Regions from separate parts of the Danio rerio genome. Here region 2 is linked to region 1. A link is a contact called in public Hi-C data. All regions are on one chromosome and are shown on one strand. Each heading gives the region's core, a stretch centred on a gene start, on an enhancer-like site or on the middle of the called end of the contact. The rest is flanking DNA. Distances are from core to core; before and after follow the strand shown. Region 1 has its middle 20 kb from the start of gadd45gip1. Region 2 overlaps nfixb (nuclear factor I/Xb).

Evidence for each region. Hi-C and Micro-C count contacts between places; a contact is called where the count stands out from the background.
Region 2: a contact with region 1 is called in a Hi-C map of an unstated tissue, with 2.9 times the contacts expected there. The contact joins two enhancer-like sites. A contact is called at or near these places in 2 of 18 Hi-C or Micro-C datasets (caudal fin and an unstated tissue) and 1 of 4 datasets of contacts at active chromatin or transcription factors (caudal fin).

Annotation. Positions count from the first base shown.
Region 1 is chr3:13,370,660-13,374,136 of GRCz12tu, reverse strand. No RefSeq gene overlaps it. Among named protein-coding and RNA genes, the nearest start is that of gadd45gip1, 20 kb to the right of the region's middle. Within about 2 kb of position 2,051, at least 4 of the 62 cell types and tissues checked have an H3K27ac peak or open chromatin away from gene starts, as enhancers often do.
Region 2 is chr3:13,624,041-13,627,594 of GRCz12tu, reverse strand. The region is part of intron 3 of nfixb (nuclear factor I/Xb); the gene reads right to left. Among named protein-coding and RNA genes, the nearest start is that of nme4, 100 kb to the left of the region's middle. Within about 2 kb of position 1,289, at least 8 of the 62 cell types and tissues checked have an H3K27ac peak or open chromatin away from gene starts, as enhancers often do.

The sequences.
Region 1 (3,477 bases), core at 802-3,301:
GCATTGCTGACAAAGAGCATGTGCTTATGTGAATGGAAATGTATTATCCTCCCTACCTATTAAATTTGATCTAATCCGTGTCCTGAAACACAAGCCCTCACCGTCTTTCACTTCTAATTCTAACAGAGGGAGCGATTCGTTTGTGAATGAATCCCAGTTATGAATGACTCCTTCATTTATAGCAGACAATAATACAAGTTTCTAGCAACTAATGTTTAGTGCAAGTTGGTGCTACTTTGCCTTATAGTCAGTGCAGTTAGTGACTGTATTATCATCAATACTTGTTTAGCACAAAATTTCGTAACATACAAAATCATAAAAAACTAAACCTTACGTATGAAATGTTCTGCCTTTGTGCTTTGTTTTATTTGTTTGCTCACTACTGCACCCATACACAGCGCTAAAGTCCAGCATCTTTACATTGGCTTTAGTCTTGACTAGTACTGCTGAATGACATTTGTCCTGGGAGCACTGTACAAATGTGGTGCCGCTATTGACGTATGCTTAAGAGTCTGTGTGTGATATCTAGTGTATATATCAAGGGAGTGTATTCAAGTGAAATATTACTCTTTTAGTAACGAATCTTGTTCGGTATAATTTGTATCTTTATTTTAATTTATTTTTTGTTGGTCAGTTTTCCACAAAATAGTTTAAGTGAAGTGATACGTTTTTCAATATTAAGGGAATTATGAATTCAATTCAAGTAAGCCTATTATAACATATAAAATATAGTATTTCTGTAAATTTTAATTAAATGTAATTTTATTTAATCAACACAACCTCACGGCAATTCGGAACTTTTGGATTTAGTGGCTAATTCTTATGAATTCGCACGATCTGATTCGTACAATTTAGTACGATTTGCTTATGCCCCAATGACGGTTGGGTTTATGGGTGGGGTTAGGTGCCACGCCTCCTTTTTAAAATCGTACAATTTCATACGAATTAGCCACTAAACTGGCAAAACATAAAATACTTTTGTTTATTTTGTGAGATCAGGCTGGCGCAATCCTACTTAGTATAGTGATACTTCAGCTGGTATAGTATCGTAACGTGAATTATTGGTATCGCCACAACCCTCATAGCAATTTAATTAGGTGTACATTCATGTAAGTTCATTTAAATTACCTTTACATCCTTTGCAACACAGTAAATTCCTTTATTCTTCTCATTTTCTTATTATTATTACTACGCAAAGAAACAAAACAAAAAACAAGCAAACAAAAAAAACATACTTTTTTTAGGGTACAAGGAACAGCAAGTCCTCAGATTTCCTTTTCTTTCCATTTTTTTTCCAAGTCTTTTTTCTTTGTACCATTATTTATAACCCTTCAGAGATCTAAAACACACAAGTAGAAAAAAAAGAAGCTCCTAATAATTCAACACAACGCTCAGGCCGTCGTCAGCCTGTCCCGAACTGAACCCTAAACCGTCTGCCCACCATGCGCTCCACAAATCAGCGTATGGAGCCGCACACTCCGGGCCCCAGCCAACACACTGCACGGCGCCGTGGGACCTCAACCCAAACACAGGAAACCGAGAAGACCCACGTTTTATGTCCCATACCTTTTCTTTGAGCTCTGTCCAACAGGCACAATAGTCTACCGCGAAGAAAAAAAAAGCCCACCTCTATTTTCTACTGGGGAATTGAGCATAAAGCAGCCTAGCCTACGCATTCCAGAGCCGTGAGTTCAGCATGAAGTCTGAAGCTGAAAATATTTTTCCTCAAAACAACCATTTTCCGGGCAAAGTTTCGAATGAAAATGTTTTCATTTAAATGAGCCGCTGTTTTATGCAAACTCGCCTAACGTGAGGTGACAGGCCTCATTTAGTGGATGGCGCCCGCGTTTATGAGCCTCATTATGTGAACCTGCGCGGCGAACGCTGCCAACTAATGAGCTCATTTAGATTAAGGTGGGCTCTCGACTTGGGGGTGGGAAAACAAACACGCAGGTGACAAATTGTGCGAGGGGAACTGAATCTTTTATCACCGCAGAAACGCAAGCTTATGTCTTGAGCGATTCCCTTTCTTCTTGGCGACGGATGGCGCAGGCTAAAGGATCAGATGCCAAGTAGTGGAGCGCTGACCAGCGGGGTTTCAGGAGAATGTAAAGGAGCGACTGCCGCTTCGCAGGTGTTCCTTTTAAAAAGCGATGGTGCCAAGCAATTTTGGCGCAGCTTGTTGAGATCTTGGTGCCGATGCTTTTAGTTTGTTTGTCTTCTCTTTTCAGAGCTTTACTCTTTCTGATTTAGGCCTCTTCCCCCCCACCCTAGTCGTCTATTAGCCAACAAAACAGACGTGCTCGCCCCCTTTTCTTCCTTTCTCTTTCAGATTTCTGTTTTCGGAGCTCTTCGGAATTTTAAAATGTCACTTCCTCAGAGTGGCTGCTTGAGTCCCTTGGAATCTCACAGCTAATTAACATATTGAACGTCATGAGAGTCATCATTAGTTTTAATCTGCGTTTTACCCATTGTGATGCAAAAATAACATACATTAAAGAGAAAAATGCATTTTTTCTTGATGCAAAGATTAATATTGATTTGAATCATAAAATTTTAACTGATTACATTGGGATATGGTTTTTATGAGTTTCTTCAAAGCAAATTCTTTAAAAAAACTATTGAACAATGTCAAGGCTCTATATTAAGAATGTCATCATTTTACATCTCAATTCAATATTTTATGGATGATTAAAGGTATTTAAATACAACAAAATTACTGAGAAATTATATATATATATATATATATATATATATATATATATATATATATATATATATATATATATATATATATATATATATATATATATATATATATATAACATTTAATGCCATTGCTTCAAGAGTTTTACTTTTTCTCCACTGATTAAAGATCTTGTTTTATGCCTTAATTTGTGGAACTTGGAGATTTTTTTAAAGATCTGCAAGACTGTTGCTTACACAGTTCATCAGCCATTTTACTGTAACATACTAAACAATAAATTTAATTCACTAAATGTGTCAGGAAAGTAAATACATTGCTCAGTATATACTGTATAAATCCACCCCTCACAAATATTTTTATGAAGCTTGACAATATTATATTATCTAACAAAATAACTTACAATAACTGTCCAAAAACTAGTACACCCAAATGTATATGATATAGAAAAATATTAAATACAAATTTTTAACAAATAGGAAAAATCAAAAGAAGGAACAGTTTACAAATTTTGTAGGTTGTAATTTTTTTTTTTTTTTTTGCAATATTTTGCTTGAATTTAATTGTATTATCTTTCAATTTCTAAATTGTTTAATATTTCTGTAATTATTTCTATTAGTTTTGTTGAATGCACCAAAATACAACTAAACTCACTGAGAAATATTCACTTTCAAAATGGGGTGAATATTATATTCTGTCATGCTGAGCACTGTATGTAAAAATTATTTTAACAACCCTCAACATTCTAGCAACAGCACAGTTTCAGAAAACAC
Region 2 (3,554 bases), core at 40-2,539, 250 kb before region 1:
AAAAACAAAACATTAAGGTCAAAACTATTAGCCCCTTTAAGCTATATATATATATATATTTATTGTCTACAGAACAAACCATCGTTATACAATAACTTGCCTAATTACCCTAACCAGCCTAGTTAACCTAATTAAGTTAAGCTTTTAAATGTCACTTTAAGCTAAAGTGTCTTAAAAAAATCAGTTATTAGAAATGAGTTATTAAAACTATTATGTTTAGAAATGTGTTGAAAAAAAATCTGTACTCTGTTAAACAGAAACTGGGGGAAAAAATGAACAGGGGTGCTATTAATTCTGACTTTAACTGTATATATATATAACTGTATACTAAAACTATATGTATATATATATATATATATATATATATATATATATATATATATATATATATATATATATATATATATATATATATATATATATAGTTTTAGTAGGAGTGTAAAGGGACTGCAGCTGTCAATCTCTGAAACGCACAATATTTAAAATTCAAACATGTCCATGAGATTTGGACACTAATGCTACAGTATATAATAGCTTTAAATGAGAAAAACACTGAATTTAAATCACCATCCCCAACAAATCAAGCCATAAGTCATAATCACAATCCTCTTGCACAAGTTAAAGAGCAGCCGCCTAAATACATAACCTGCTAAACTGCTTATTCACTGCTCAACATATGAAACAAATCACCGCGCTCTCAATAACAAAATCACATCCACTGATATTTAAGTGTCCCTTTAAATCCCTTTACATTAAGCGTTAACATTAATTTCAGTGTGTTCATGGACTTCCACCTGAAATGGAATATTGAGTAGGGGGCGGGGCTTTCTTTTTGTCCATCATTCCCTCATAGCAAACTAATGGTAAGAGTGGTTAAGAAAACAACAAGAAACTGACATCATCAGAGAAGGACCGCCCCTCCAAACAGAGAATCAGATGCTCAGACCTTTTCCCATTGAATTAACTTGCACAGATTAACTGTTCACCAGAAGAATAACGTTAAGAGCTAGCAAAATAAACACTGTGAATAATCATTAAAAATGTCAACCTGTGAAGACAATCCAGACTTACAGTAAGTGAATGCAAGTCACTGCAAATCGAACGTTTTTAAAAACTACGTTAACTTTGTAGGAAAGCACGCTGGGTGGAGGAGACTTGCAGGAGACTCTGAGGAACTCTGGGTGGATGAAGAGAGTGAGAGAGAGAGGGACTGAGGTATAATGCATCTGTTTGGCTGCTCCTCCATCAGAGTCTAGTATTTCACACTACGCCTCTGGGATCTGCTTTTCCAGCCAACGCTTTATGAAAAACAGCTTTGGAAAGCGATAGATAGAGAAAGAGAGAGAGAGACAGATATGGGAGGACAGGGGGCCTGAGACTAAAACAGGAAAAGCAGAGGAGGTGTGAGGGGAAAGTGATGGAGAAAAAGACAAAGTAGGTGGAGGGATGCGACGGCAAGACGGAAAAAGAAAAGCAGATGAAAATGCGGAGCGACGTGTATGTGCGAGATCTGAATGAATGAAATTAAACACCGCTGACAGGCCAGAAAAACTCAGGAGCCTGCATGGTTCATGTACAGGCCCACATGGAGTCGGATAAATTTCCCCTCGTTTTCTGCAGCGATTTTGATAACGAATCTGCAGAATCGAGTGGAATGGAAATGAGAACTGAATGAACTATTTACTGGCTGAAAACATGATTAGATGAGCTAAAATGTTGCATAGTTAGCATTGTTCGCATCATCAAAATCTGAAGCAAGATGATTGGTCATGCACTGCACTTACATTGTAAAATGTTTTTGAATTGTTTTGATATACTTGAATAAATTAATTAATTTCATATTGGTTCTTATGTGTAATTTAACATTAAATGTATTAATAATAATTACAGTACATTATGATGATATATATATATATATATATATATATATATATATATATATATATATTTTTTTTTTTTTTTTAATAATTATTAATAATTTTTTGGGGGGGTTTTCACCTTTAATTGATAGGACAGTTGAGAGTATAGACATGAAAGTATGGGGAGCAGAGAGAGGGAAAGAATTGGCATAGCACCTCAAACTAGGGTCACCATAAACACCAGAGTGCCATGTGTCGACACACTAATCACTACACCATTGGCGCCGACATGATAATATTCAAAATAATTACAATATATTATGATGCTAATATTCATAACTATGCTGTAAAATATTATTTTACAGTATAATTTTATGAATATTATCATAATAACATTTATAATAATTATACTCTATAACAATATATTTGTGATTAATTGTGATAATAATTCATAATAATTGTGATAATATTCATATTAGTAATATTATTTTACAGTACAATTATCAATATTTTAAGATAATATTTATAATAATTATAGAGCAAAATAATATTATTATTTTACTTAAATGCTTTGTGTTGTTTAATATCTGCAACTTATATTTATAATAATAATTTGAATGAATCCAGTTAAAGTGTAAATTAGATAACATTCAATTGCATAATCTAAATTATCGCTTTATTTTACAGGTAAGGATTACAACTGACAATTATTTATGTAATTAATAGTGGTAGTGTAATGATGTGGGGGATATTTTTGTACCAATTGAGCATCGTGTCAACGCCACAGCCTACCTGATTATTGTTGCTGACCATGTCTGTCCCTTTATGACCAGTGTACACATCTTCTGATGGCTACTTCCAGCAGAATATATGTCATAAAGCGTGAATCATCTCAGACTGGTTTCTTGAACATGATAATGAGTTCACTGTACTCAAATGGCCTCCACAGTCACCAGAACTCATTCCAAAAGAGCACCTTTGGGATGTGGTGGAACGGAAGATTCCATCATGGATGTGCAGGGGAAAAATCTGCAGCAACTGCGTGATGCTATCATGTCAATATGGACCAAAATCTCTGAGGAATATTTCCAGTATCTTGTTGAATCTATGCCAATGGCAGTCCGGTATTAGTAAGGTGTACCTAATAAAGTGGCCAGTAAGTGTATAATATAATATAATATAATATAATATAATATAATATAATATAATATAATATAATATAATATAATATAATATAATATAATAAAATATAATATAATTTAATATAATATAATATAATATAATATAATATAATGAAATGTAATGTAATGTAATGTAATGTAATATAATATAATATAATTTGGATTAGAAGCTCTAAAAGCTCCCCAACATATCCTCAAAAAAATAATATTAATCTCTTAATACGTAGTTTATCATTTCCATTGTCATATTTGTTACAATTACTTTCAGAAAACATTCTTGGTGTGAGACCTGGAGCTTTTGAAATAAACTGCAATAACACCTCAAACCCCATTTCGAGTGAGTTAAGTGTGTTGAAGTCATACAGTTCCAGCCTTTAACATAGGAAATGAAAAAAGCTTGCTGAAATGTGCTCATATAAAACAAACTGCAGGGAGGGAAAGAGTGAAATCCAACTGTAGAGTGAGCGAGCGATGTATTTTTATGAAGCTTAATCAGAAACAGAAGAGTTACGCT